Regions from separate parts of the Bicyclus anynana genome. Here region 1 is linked to region 2. The links are chromatin contacts, called in public Hi-C maps. All regions are on one chromosome and are shown on one strand. Each heading gives the region's core, a stretch centred on a gene start, on an enhancer-like site or on the middle of the called end of the contact. The rest is flanking DNA. Distances are from core to core; before and after follow the strand shown. Region 1 overlaps LOC112052912 (pre-rRNA 2'-O-ribose RNA methyltransferase FTSJ3). Region 2 overlaps LOC112052885 (ecdysone-inducible protein E75).

What was found. Hi-C and Micro-C count contacts between places; a contact is called where the count stands out from the background.
Region 1: a Hi-C map of whole body shows a contact between it and region 2, with 3 times the contacts expected there. The contact joins two enhancer-like sites. A contact is called at or near these places in 2 of 2 Hi-C or Micro-C datasets (whole body and whole larva).

Annotation. Positions count from the first base shown.
Region 1 is chr5:10,550,849-10,558,556 of ilBicAnyn1.1, reverse strand. It overlaps LOC112052912 (pre-rRNA 2'-O-ribose RNA methyltransferase FTSJ3), which reads left to right. Exons shown (of 10, transcript XM_024092159.2): 8 at 65-262; 9 at 678-877; 10 at 2,595-3,107. The coding sequence ends at 3,026. Among protein-coding and RNA genes, the nearest start is that of LOC112052912, 8.1 kb to the left of the region's middle. Within about 2 kb of position 6,271, at least 8 of the 8 cell types and tissues checked have open chromatin away from gene starts, as enhancers often do.
Region 2 is chr5:10,447,081-10,453,784 of ilBicAnyn1.1, reverse strand. It overlaps LOC112052885 (ecdysone-inducible protein E75), which reads right to left. Exons shown (of 5, transcript XM_024092127.2): 3 at 4,028-4,172. Among protein-coding and RNA genes, the nearest start is that of LOC128198086, 83 kb to the left of the region's middle. Within about 2 kb of position 4,609, at least 8 of the 8 cell types and tissues checked have open chromatin away from gene starts, as enhancers often do.

The sequences.
Region 1 (7,708 bases), core at 5,022-7,521, 100 kb before region 2:
CTGTATTCTCACCGGCACGGGATCTATGGGCTAGTCATAAATAATTTTAGCAATTTTATTTTAGGCAAGAAAGTTAAAGATCTGCCCTCAGAAGATTCTGCAACAAAAACTACTGTAAAGAGAAAACTTGATGATACAGAGAGTTCTGACGATGACACTGACAGTGATTATGATGTTGAAGACAATGTATCACCCGCTGCAAACAAATCAGGAGCAAAGACAAACAATAAGGATGGATTTGAAGTTGTTGCCCAAGATCCAGGTAATCATTTGTAATTTTTATTATTTGTGTATGTATTCATACTATAATAATCAATACCACAAAGTAACCAGAGTCTTTACAAGCAACATATTGAAGCCGGCGAAAACCATTAGAAAAAAACAAAGTCACTTGTCTCCTTGACAAACGCATATACAAACTTTTTTTTTTAAATTAATAGAATAATCAATCATCATTAACATCATCAATTCGCAATTAGCCAACGTGGTGGACTAAGGCCTAACGCCTCTCGTTCTAAGAGGAGACTTGTGCTCAACAATGAGCACAAGATGGGTTGTCAATGATGATGATGAAGATGATGAATTAAATAAAATATAATGTATGGCAATTAAATTAAATAAATAATTGTCGTGCGTTTTAATAGTAAAGCAAAACTAAACTATTTACTTGTATTTAGAACTAAAGAGATTGAAGAAGTCGATAAAGATGGACGCTCAAACGCTGGCCTTGGGCACAATGATAGCAACCTCGAAGAAGTTCAAGCGGGACCTCATTGACGACGGCTGGAATAGATATGCTTTCAATGACAAGAATTTACCCGATTGGTTTGTTGAAGATGAAAAGAAACACATGAAGAAAGAAATCATTGTACCTGAGGTAAGTAATTAACTATAGTCTCCCATTGATTGACACTCCCATGATATGCGGGTGACGGGGAGAAAGACACGTGCGGGAAAGTGAAATCGTGCGCGCGGGGAAGTGAGGTGAGTCAGTCGTGGGTTTTTCATTCATCGCTACACGCCCCCCGGCCCGCGAGGACTATTGTGAGGACGAACGAAGTTGCCAAGCCATAATTAGTAATTACTGATCTTTAAAATTAGATAATTATTTTGACAAATAAATAGTGATAAAATATCTGTGTGTCAAGTGCTTATAGTTATTAACACGATACTTAAACATAATCAAGCTATTTTTATTATTTTTGTCTGTCTGTTTGTTTGTCGGGGCTAATCTATGGAACGGCTGAGCTGATTTTAATGGGACTTTTACTGGAATATTGAAAAGAAATTCTTTATATCCCGTAAAATCAATCCCGTGGGATTTGAGAATAACTGAATTTCACATTGAGAAATTTTTATGCTCAAAATTACTATCTAGACGCGAAAGTTGTAGCTAGTATACGAGGTATTGGTACAACGTTTAAAGATTTATGTTTGACGGCCTCCGTGGCGCAGTGGTATGCGCGGTGGATTTACGAGATGGAGGTCGTGGGTTCGATCCACGGCTGGGCTGATTAAGGTTTTCCTAATTGGTCCAGGTCTGGCGGGAAAGACAAACTGCGTTCTGGTACGATGTCGTGTAGAAACCGAAGGGGTGTGGATTTTTATCCTCCTCTTTAACAAGTTTGCCCGCTTCCATCTTAGGTTGCATCATCACTTACCATCAGGTGATTCTAGTGAAGGGCCAAACTGTATGATATTAAAATAAAACTATATATTATTTATTTATTATTATTCAACATGACAATATTATTTACTCTTGTGGAACCCGATTATAACTACAGGTAGGTATCATGTAATAATAACACCGGTCATAGGTCACTGGGGTGGATAGTGCAAAGATGAAAATTGACGTTGGAACTCCCTCCCCTACCTCCCCCTAACCCCTACCCACTGTTTTGAGTGGGCAGGGGTTAGATTGTGATGTATACGTATCCTATATGTCTACAGTCTATACCCACAGTGTTATTCATTTCATTTAGTTCATATTATGGCAATTGTTTGTAATACAATGGATCCCATTATAGATTCTATTGAATAAAGATGTCTGCTATCCGATACTTGTCACGCTGCTAATAGCAGTCTCGAATTTCTTGTGGACATTGTTTTGCTAATCTTTACGTACTTACTATGTATTGGTTTTTTTTATATTTATTAATGCGAAAGTGATTATTGAGTATGTTTTGTTTAATGCCTAAACCACTAAACCGATTTTTAAAATTCTTTCACCAATAGTAAGCTACATTATCAGCGAGTAACATAAGCTAAATTGTATCCCCGTATTCCAACGGGAACGGGAAGTGCATGTGAAACGGGACGTCCGCTAATCACACTAATATTATAAATGCGAAAGTTTGTGTGTGTGTAAGTGTCTATGTATGTTTGTTCCTCCTATACGCAGCGGCTACTGAAGCGATTTAGCTGAAATTTGGAATGAACTATACTTTAAATTAACACATAGGCTACTTTTCGTCCCGGAAAAATCCATGGTTCCCGAGGGATTTGTGAAAAACTGAAATCCACGCGGACGAAGTCGCGGGCGTCCGCTAGTATGATTATAATTTACAGCTTGTGTTTTTAATTTTTATTTGCAGAAATACACGGAAGAATACAAAAATAGATTACAAGATATAAACGCGAGGCCGATTAAGAAGGTGGTCGAAGCGAAGGCGAGGAAGAAGAAGCGCATGATCAAAAAAATGGAGCGCGCAAAGAAGAAGGTGGAAGCGGTGATGGAGAACGCTGACATGTCGGAACGGGAGAAGTCACAACAAGTGCGACAGTTGTATAAGAAGGCGCAAACTGACGGCAAGAAGAAGATTACATACGTTGTAGCGAAGAAGCACACCACAGCGAAACGTATGAAACGACCGACCGGCGTCAAGGGACAGTACAAGGTGGTCGATCCTCGCATGAAGAAAGATTTACGCGCTCAGAAGGCGAAGGAAAAAACTAAAGGCCGCGGTAAGAAAGCGCAGCGGAATAAAGCAAGGCCTGCTAAAAATAAACGGGCTAAAACTAAATAAGTTTTATTGTACTTGGATGTACTACAAATGTATCAGTTCTAAATGTATGTATCTATAAGATGATTAAATAATTATACTATATTAATTAGTTTCACTTCTTGATAATAGCTTGGTAAATTCGTTCTTAACACTCCCGATGGTCCGCGCGGGCCGGGAGGGGGGGTAGCAATGCCCCGCGCGCACACTTCATACCCTCGCAGTCCTTCCCTCTGCCCCGCGAGCTCGACTTCACACCCGCGAACTTGCCAAGCTACAGGTCACCTCGCTACCAATAGGTATATCAAAAGAATAAAAATTACCATCAAAGAAACAGCAGTATTCATAGCTTAGTCTTCAAATTATAAGACATGATGAACTATGAACCCGTAATGATCTCAAACATACGACAAACCTCTTCCATTTCTAACGAAATGTCGACTGATCGCATGAGAATTATGCCGCAGTTTCATTAGGGGACATTTGTCGCGCGTCTGTCGCTCGACACGAAATTCACATGTCCCGCGCGATGTCGTCTGACGTCTTAAGCGACGTTTACGGGTCGCGCAACATGTCGCTAGTCGATGCTCGAACGAGTCTTAGTCTTATGTCGCGGGACGTTGTCCCACAACTTTAGCAGGGACAAAGCTACGCGAATGTCGAGCGATAAAATCTGCCTAGCGAAAAATGCGCCTTTTTTGATTCTCAAGCATAATTTGTGACTCAAGACAACTGTCTTAAATGGGAATCCTTTCATACAGCGTCTATAAATGCTGTGGTGGTTAGAGTCATATGAGCGAACCTGCAAGTATTATCGAGCGGTGTTACTTGACATTAGCAAAGCTTTATTTTTATATAAGTTCAGGGTCGGTGATATTTGAGTGGCCGTGCGTCACTCGCGCCTAACAGCTAGAGTTCAGGGACATGCACGCTATAAATGATATCATTCGTTTCTCGACCTTGGTATTTTTTTTGCTACGTTTTTACAATACGTTGTCTGCGTACTAAGTGCTTTTGAGGGTATTTATATCTTTGCGGGAATTGATTTTGCTCAAATCTGGAATATTATATGCCTTGTAAGCTTTCGCCATTGTTAGGTTGTAATTTTTCGTCAGTAGGTTGTTTTTTATAACAATACTTGATGGAACAAGCAAATAGCTCCTGGTGGAGTAAGCAAATAGCTCCTGGTGGAGCAAGCAAATAGCTCCTGATTTTAGTATGGTAAACTATCGCCTATTCAGACCAACGCATTATATATGTCGGCGCTGTGACAATGATTATGAAGAGAATACTCTTCTAGTGCGGAGTAATTTCATCAGCACCTTTTCCATCAAACCGAATCACAAATCTTTGTTAGAAACAAGAATTGCGGTAGTACTTCCCGGACTAACTCTGTCTAGTAACTGTAACTAGTCACTGCCAAAAGCTCCTGCTGGCATTTTTACTATCTATTTAAATTAATGGTGCTTGTATGATAATAATCATACTTTGTACATTGCTGCTTCATTAAATAATGGTACAAAAGTACATCGTAGAATAACTTCAATGGATACATATAGATGAGCTTTCTGCTAAATATTGTATCCAGCGTAAATTCTGCGTAATCTAATTAACTTTAAAATATTTTTGTAGTTTTGTTAACGTTTTAGTTTCTGAAATTGTTTCGACAAGAAACATCAGTGATAATTTGAATTAGGAAATCTTGACTGGCGCTACAGTTGTTCGCATACTTTGAAATTGTTTCAATAAATACCTATTTATTTCATAACATTTTCAAGATAATTATGTAAAATAATGCAAATACATGATAATTATTGTAACACGGGTTTTACTCAACGCGTTAAATAATCTATTGAACAGGAAGGTAAACTGTTTATATTATCAATTGCGTCACAATTGCAATTGAAATCGGTGACGTAGGTAGTTTTATCATTACAGAAATAACCAGAGAGCATCAGAAATTTATGATGGTGTGAGGAAATGTGGGAGGCAGGTGGGGGGTCGGGTGGTGGAGGGCCGGCGGGCGGCAGGCGGCAGGTCGGCGCTATATCGAGCGCGCGATCACGGCCAAGGCCGCTCCGTCATCGGCCCGACCCGAGCACAGCCCCCGTTCTCTACCCGCTACCATTTTATATATTATGATATTCAATGTAAATGTTGGGTATATTTCTTATAAGGATCGGTATATTATATACTAAGCCTCTAAGGTCTGTATCCACGGTGTATGGACCAAACACATCAGAATTATTATAACCATAGGCTAGGTACTGGATAGATACTTTGAATTGATTCAAACTATTTAAACCAGTTAATAGATATTATGACTGAGAGGTTGTAGACCATTTTATACGTACTTTAATGTAGTAGGTATACTAAGGCTACGTATCCAAGGTGTATTAAAAATAATGTAGGCCGCTTTGAATTAGATTATATAAAAGTTTTGTAGGTAGTAGGAACAGGTACAATATTACAAGAGCAATATTACAATAATGTGAAATTGCTGTGCACTGAAAATATACCGGCCTACAGAGAATATTTCGTCTGAGTGCTCTTGGCTTATCAGAATAATTGGATTGAGTTCGTATTTGTACCTATGTAATCCTGTCATATGAGAAGTGTGAATGGTATGAGTTCCTTTTTGTTTATTGAGATTTCTTAAATCATCAAAATATGATACTATACTAAAGCCCTACTCAGTGTGCACTGTTAACCAAATTAAAAATGAAGGTAGAAAACACATGTCATTTCATAACTTATTTATTTTTAATTGCATATTGTTTTTTTTCTAAACTGTTATTTAAATTTTATTAGGTATACACATCGTTCTAAACTTGTTAATCAAATTTATTTTCATTAATTTAAGAACAAATTAATTATAATAATTAAATGGTGTGAAATGACTAGCGATTTATACCTACCCTCATTTTTGATTGTTTGTTGGTAAACACATAAACAGTGTTCATCGAGTATGCCTTTAGTACAGTTTCATTCGTACAAGACTTGTAGAGAATCCTATTACTTTTTTACGCCTTGTTTTCAGAGCGGACTCGACGTTTGACGGATATCTACCTACTATAGGTACCAAAGAAATTATTTTAGCGTCATACCTACATCTGTGATAAAGAAAGGTTGACGTAAGTACTTGATTTTGGGTGTTTTAATTTGTAACGGTAAATCTACGATGAACGTGGACAACCATTACACTAGTGTGCAACAATCCTAATGATACCACAAGGTCTTAAAATATAGATATGAATCATCGCAATAATTGGAAACGGTGGCGTAGTTATATCGATGGGTAGGCACTGGGCAGGGGACTGGGTACGGTGACGTCCGAACAGGTAGGCAGGGCGCGGGGTGACCTCGCCCTTGCAAGGTCGCCACTTCAACGCCACGTTTCTCCCCGCTTGGTAATCTTCCAGGCTTTTCTATAGGTACGTATCTATCTAACATCGATATTTCCTCTAGTTATGAGGTAACTCTGCCACTTGTTGATTAACAAGTTTATGCGTTTCATCATCATCTGCCTCTAGGTATACTTAGTTATAATGATACTATACTAACGCCATACTTGATGTGCACTGTTTGCCAGCAAACAAATAAGAAATTAAGTTAGAAAATTTCATTTCATTTCAAAACTTATTTATTATATTATAAATTAAATATTTTAAAATATATGAACCAGGTACTACGAGTATATCTAATGGTTCTGAGCTTATATTAATCTAATTTATTTTCATTAATTTAAGAACAAGTTAATTATAATTATTATTAGGTGTGACGATTTATATACCTACCCTTATTTATATATTTTTTTGTTGGTAAACGGTGCATTGAGTATGGGTGGTATAGGTTTATTGTAACTCCGTCAATTATTAAATCTATAGGTACTAATATTATAAAGCTGAAGAGTTTGTTTGTTTGTTTGATTGAACGCGCTAATCTCAGAATCTACTGGTCCGATTTGAGCAATTCTTTCAGTGTTAGATAACCCATTTATCAAGGAAGGCTATAGGCTATATATTATCCCCGTATTCCTACGGGAACGGGAATCACGCGGGTGAAATCTATTCAATGGGTTTTTGGAAAGCTATTCAAATTAGTTTTAGATAGGTTAGGTGGTGTATCTACCATTTTCGTTTTATCCATTAAATGTCAACATCCAAAAGAGTAACTATGAGCAAGGTTCAAGTTACAGGTATCTATCACTCAATCAATGGTACTTGTATAGTACTACAACATACTCGTAGTTATTAGTTAGGTAGGTACATTTTATGTTGTTATCAACCCATATTCGGCTCACTGCTGAGCTCGAGTCTCTTTTCAGGATGAGAGGGGTTAGGCCAATCAATAGTCCACAATGCGGATTGGCAGACTTCACACACGTAGAGAATTAAGAATATTCTCTGGTATGCACGATACTTCACGATGTTTCCTTCACCGTTTAAGACACGTGATATTTAATTTCTTAAAATGCACTCAACTGAAAAGTTGAAGGTGCATGCCCCGCACCAGATTCGAACCCACACCCTCCGAAATCGGAGGCATAGGTCATATCCACTGGGCTATCATGGCTCTATCTATTGTGACATTTTATACGTAAATATTAAATCTATATAGGTTTATCATGTTTACCTCTGGTTCTTTTCCCTCGTGTTCCCTTGAATCGTCCTTACACGTGTACCCCACTGGAAAATATCTAGCTG
Region 2 (6,704 bases), core at 3,360-5,859:
CACTGCGACGATTGAGTGAACTAGTTCGGCAAACCAATGACAATACGCGATCTGCGAGGTCACGCTGAAAAGTGTTACAACTTTCTCGCGCTAGGCGCGCCGCTTGCAGCCGTCGTGCGCGCGCGCCGGTGAAAGTGTTTATCGCTGGCACACGGTTGAAAACGAAAGCGGAGAGCGCCCTCTCGCCATTTCTCCCGACTTTCCCTGCGCTAAGTGTGCCACGCCAGATGCATGACCCATTGTTCGCAATTGTTGATGCTAATGTAGTACTCGTAAGTACTTATCTACTTTTTAGTAACTCGAACAAGTAGACCGGCCGACCATTGACGTTCGCTGATTTATGTGTTGGAGTGGTAATTACAGATATTATTATTATATTTCAGTTATTGTTGATTATACAGCAAAAATAATTAATTATGTACAAAATTAATTAATTAATCATATTTGTATGAAGATAAATATTTGTAAGATCTAACCTAAATAGGTGCAATAGTTGTTTGATTGTGTTATCTTAAGATTTCATTCATTATCGCGAATAGGTAAAATAATTAAAATCTGTGTATCTTTAATTAATTAGAGAAAGATTATTATGTAGTTATTTACGTTTTTATTTTATTTAGATTATTCGTATATCGTAATTATTTAAATATTCTCATTGATAAATAAACTAATAATTTAATTAATGTCTACGGCATTGTATACTTATTTTATTTTTATGCTAAGTTAAAAAAAAATGTTTTGTTGAAAAAAAAGTAAGACTGATACGTACGGGCATTGTGATATTTCACTACTCCATTCAAAATCCCTTTAAGGATCGGCAAATCTTCACCCATATCTGAGACCATAATTGTTTTTCACTAATAACTAGATTATTCACAGCCAAGGGCCACTGATAAATAAGTTTGGTAACTATAATATAACTATATTAAACAAGTGTCACATATCACGATTATCAACGAAGCACTGAAATCCGAAAGTGCGGTAGTGATCCAATGGTTTGTTTATTATTCGCACGGCGCGTAGTACGACGAGTAGTCCGCGCTCAGCAGCTGAGCGGTCACTGTGAGGCTCGCGGAGTCGTGGCGGACTGAGCGACGCACTGACATAGCGAACGTACGAAGAGGGCTGACGACCGATGCGCGGGCCGGACTCCCTCGCACTGCGCCGCGGCGCGCGCCGCGCCAACCTTGAACTTGAGGAGGGAGGGCGCGCGGTGGAGGCAGCGGGCGGGAGGGGGCGCCGTCAATAAACTCCGCGCAGGCCCCTGCCCCCGCGGATGCCTCTCCGCGCGACCTCCCTGCTCAGTGCTCAGGCTCAGCTCAGTGCTCAGTCCTCAGTGGCCTGACGATCGACACTTCTAACTCTACTAACGTTCTAGGAGGGTTAATATTGAAAACCCTAAACCCCCTGATAATAATCTCTACATTCGATTTATGAACTGATCATTTTAAACTGGACTGGACGGAAATCATCAATTAAATAATATTATTATAGATACCCGTATTATTGTTATTCATTAAATAAGCAATGCGAACGTGTACCAATTAAGGAACAAAAAATACTATCACTTGACTTTAATAATAACTAGCAGAACCTCTCGTGGGAATAGGAGTATAAAATATAGACTGTTATACCCTGATCATTTAGTTTTCTATTGGAGAAAGATTTTTTCAAATCGGACCAGTTATCAATTTTATTCTTTACATACAAAAATACCACTCTTTCGTCTTGATAATATTAATGTAGATGTAGATTAATATTTTATAACTATAATAAGGAATGTAATACAGAAAATTCCTATTGACATCGTCACTGATTCAATGTTCATACATATTTACTATTGGAATAATCATCTAATTATTTTTAACCGACTTCTAGGTTCTATGTTCCGCTGTATGGACTATGTATGTTTTATACATGTTCAATGCTACTACCGTCAATTGCGGACATATTAAAAATATTTTAATGTTTATTTATGTATCTTATTTGTTTTTAAAAGTTACATACTTAGTTTTCTGTTAAAATAACTCATCAAAACGGTTTTTATAAAAACTTTCATATAAAATGTATGAAAATACAAGCTGACCTCGCGCAAATGTTGATTTGGTATATAAATTTCTTTCATACAAATATAGTAAAAACGCGATTCATATGTAGGGCGGAAAAAAATACTTTACAATATAGGTTTTCTCATACCTGATATACAACAAAAATCACAAGATTTCGGAGGTGTGCTACCACAACTTGACATTTTGAAAGATTAGTGATTACTTACTACCTGACTCGGCAAACGATGTTCTGCCATAAAATTTCATTTATATAAAATACTATAATCGTAATTTACAAATAGGAGGGTGGGGTAAGGGGTGAAAAATAGTTTAAGACCTAACCTACCGAATTTAAACAAAGAATATGTAAAAATCGGTCAAGTCGTTTCAGAGTTTTGTTACAAACCCGAGATTTTCCTTTATTTAATAGTAAACAAAGAAGATTATCTGTATTTTAACTGTGTAATTAAATAATAATATAAATTTGGTCAAAAACAAAAAAAAATAACTGGTTTAGACCATACCACACCATTCTACGATTAGGTATGAAGGTATCAGATTATGAATTTCATAAATAGGAATATTTAGAAACTTTGTAGGTATAATATTTGTATAATCAGCCAATAAAACGTTATGACTTTTAACTACCCGTATACTTTCAAGTAAACTCAATTTACTTAAAAGTGTTTTTTTTTTCATTACAAAGTAGATAGATGAAGTCATTTTTGAAAAAAAATGTTTGATTAAAAAATATTTGTTCTATTAAATATCTTACATAATAATAAAATAATATTGAGAAAAATATAAACATAAAATAAAAATAAACCAAATCAACAAAAGTGACGTGCATGTAGGCGCTGCCTTACACTTCGAGCGCCATCTATTTTCGAGTAGCAGAACCAGTTACTTCTAAACAAACCTCTGTCTAATCAAGGTACATTTTAAATACCATAACATTTTATTGGTAAAGAATTCGTATATTTAAATTTTCTAAAGTATTAAGCATATCTATTTAGTGTTTAAAATTAGCAAAAAATATTACTATTTCATAAAGGTCCAATTATTGTAGGCATTGAATATAAAAAAAATCGAGTAAATTAACTGATCGAACTAAGTTTTTATAATTAAAGAAATTAGTTTATTGATTTAATAACATTTGAAGTACTGCTCTACAAATTATTTTATTCTTCATAATATTTAGTTACTGCATTCGTGGATGATACATTACAATATTTTAAAGTTAAGTTTATTTTTATTTTTAAAATACATATCATCATGCATTTTAACAATAGTAAAGTTCGATTACGTATTGACATGTCTTCGCCGAGGGCAATGAATCGCATTACGAAAGTGAAAACAGAAATTTCACTTTCGTGCTTACGAAATGCACCTTTCTCCGCTTTCACCGCGCGCGATTGTGTTCGAAGCGGCAAGCGCGAGCGAGGCCGGTGTCGCAACGAGCGGAGCGGAGCGGGCAGCGGGCGCCGGCCGTCGACCCGCTTAGCGTGCGCTCACCCGCGCTTGCATAACCGACCTCCCACACTGCGCTCACTGCTCACTGCGAGCGGCGCCGAGCGAGCGAGCGCTCCGCGAAATAGATCTGCCGCGACTCGCGAGCGACACTATATAGTGCGGCGGCGCTCGTGTCAGCGCGACTTGTGCGATTGGAATACGTTCCTATGATAATGCCGGGATTCTATTCAAATATGAATTTACTCTGACATATATATTAAGTAACATATTTATCAAAATTATATTAATGTACCATAAAATAAGGTCACAAAATAATGGAACAAATAATAGTATATTAATTCAGACTCAATTAAATCAACTGGATTTTTATGTCACAAGCATTTATGAGTATTATATTTTAAGAATTTACTGTAATAAACATTGTGTATAAAATTATTATTTAATGCAAAATACATAACATTCTATTATTTGTTCCATTATGAAAAGTAAATATTCGGTAAACTCACCATCTCTGCTCATTCCGACGGCGATACATTTCTTCAATCGGCAATACTGGCACCGATTTCTGTTAATTCTCAAGATGGAGCACTGCTGGTTTTTGGTGCAGGGCCTGTACTGGATCTTCTGTTGTATGGAGCGGCGAAAGAAGCCCTGGGGATCACATCTACAGTTAGAGTCGCGCTCGGGGTCGGAGCTCTCGTCGCTGGAGCAGCCCGAGTCGCTGGACTCGCGGCGCGCCTCCAGCATGCTCACCAGCACCGCGTGCCGCTCGCGCAGCTCCGCGCACGCCATGCCCGCTACCATTCACTCACGCCACTCACTAGCTGCACAAGCTCACTCGACCGACTCGATGCGCGCACCGACACGGATGGAGGCCGACGGCGGACTGTGCGGGCGCTGCGGCGCTCGGCGCGAGCTACCCGCGCCCGTGCGACCTACTTGCCGGCCGCCGACCCAACCGAGAAAGTGAGAGTGCCCCGGCCCCCGCGCGCCGCCGCCCCGCGCGCTGCTAACGGTCCACGCCGCTCTAGAATGCGCCGCTGCCGCTGCACCGGTGCGCCGGATATAGGCCGGGCGCATCCCGGCGGCGTCGCGGCGCGAGGCCGTTCACCCCGGGTCGTCGGCCGCTCGGTTGCACAACAGCCCTACTCCCTTCCCTCCGCCCCGTGCGCGCCGCTCGCCCCGGGAGCTAGGACACGGGCAGCTCGGAGCGACGACCGCCCGGTGACGTCGGCCGCGTCACGGCCTACCTCAATGCGCGCGCGCTTCCCGCTAGGGGTGCATTGCTCTACTTTATTTGTTTGATATTAGAGCGTGCACCGTCGAACTAATAGATTCATTTATCCTTTCAAAGTAACTTATAAGAAAAACGCATCGCCGGATTTAAAATCATCTGTCAATCAACAGTAGATATCTATTATTGAGAATACTTGTTTTAGTTCCCAGTCAAATTTTGGGGTTCATATTTACGAACCTACCTAGCTGACAAGTGGTTTACGAGGTCATACGGAGTAGCGATACGAATCATCAGTACAGGCAGCGCGGAGGCTGGTGCGGTGTAGCGAGCCGCCACTCGGCCGCTGGCCCAATTTCGCGCCGCCATCGATCCATTGTGCGCTGTGCGAGTGGCCCATAATTGGTCGCAACGCGGGCACTGACCGGCCGCGCGGCCGTTGACCCCACAGCGCCACGAAAACAAAACCTTTTCTGAACACCCGTCGACTGCAGCTCGCGTATAGGCACGACTGCGAGATCCACATACGTAACGCATCGTATATTTTATCATATTATTAATATATAAACATCATTATGTACAGCGCCTATTACTACTTATTGTTACCGAACATTATTACAGTAACGATTTGTGCGATTTAGGTGACTTTTGAGCGTTCGACTTTGAGGACGTTGTGCTAGAAATGTATTTATTATGTTAGAATATTCATCTCGATATGTCAATGACCGCGGAACAATTAACACGGTGACATCGTTTTAAACGACTAGTTGCTTACTACATGTTTTGTACAAATAAAATGGCTCATTTAATAAACAACACGTTTTTAACATGATATTCTAAATATGCCTACGCGACTAGAAATAAGAAGTACTTTTATTTACTTACTAATATTTATTTATTTCTGTACAATGATAATTTTTTAGGATCAAATATTTAGTGAGAAGTATGTAGAAGGGAAATAGCAAATATAAGAGGCAATAGTGATGGTCGCTGTAGTCGATTGTAGGTCAACCTCGGCCTCGATCTAGAATTTTCGATTGCTAAGTTGCTAACGCGGGAAATGCTGCCCAAACTTTTTATTACAGAATGTTACATTGACTTTATTTTTTACCTTATACTGAAATGATAAAGATATTTCTTTTTAAGTTTGAAGCTTGTCGTCAAATGGGGTGCTAAGTTGTAGGTAGGGTGCTAGTAATTTTTTAGTTAAAGTTTTCAATTATTATTTTTAAATTCGTCACTAAAATAATAAGTTTTATAAATCAATGTTTTAACTAAATATTATAATAGATATTTTTTTAAGCTATCACAAAAACGGTATTTAACTACTAAGGTTTATTTACTAGTATTTTTAGTAATTTTTCAAGTATGATTGCAACCTACAATTAACACCGACTTTGTATATCAAAGTGAATCTTTTTTTTATTTCTATTGCAAATTGCTTGAGAGTACTTAATGGCATTAAATTAAATCTGTTCTAGTCTATTCTGTTTACCGATGAGATAAAGTGCGAGACGAACTCGCGGTTGTCACAGCGTTGAGACTAAACGGCTAACGGTGCCGCGGACAATGACTGCCGCAGCCGAAAGCTTCGCTGACGCATGGGCTTTCCGAGGAAGCGACCGATGACCGGCCGCGACTAACAGTCCACTACGCGGTACGTGCCCGCCTGTCCAGATGTTTACCTACAAGATAACACTATGAATCACGCCTATCACTCTTGTGACTCATTTCCTGTTCGCATAACGCACATCTATATTAGTCTGTGTAGCCATTGCCAAAAAATAACCAATTGTTTTTTCATCAAGACATACTGTGTAGTGCCAAGATTATTAATTGTTATACTTAGTATGATTAAAAAAAAACATTATTTATTTATTTCAATTATACTTAGTTTACAAGCACTTTTGAAACGTCAAGTCATGATTTAATTAATGGTAAAATTATTT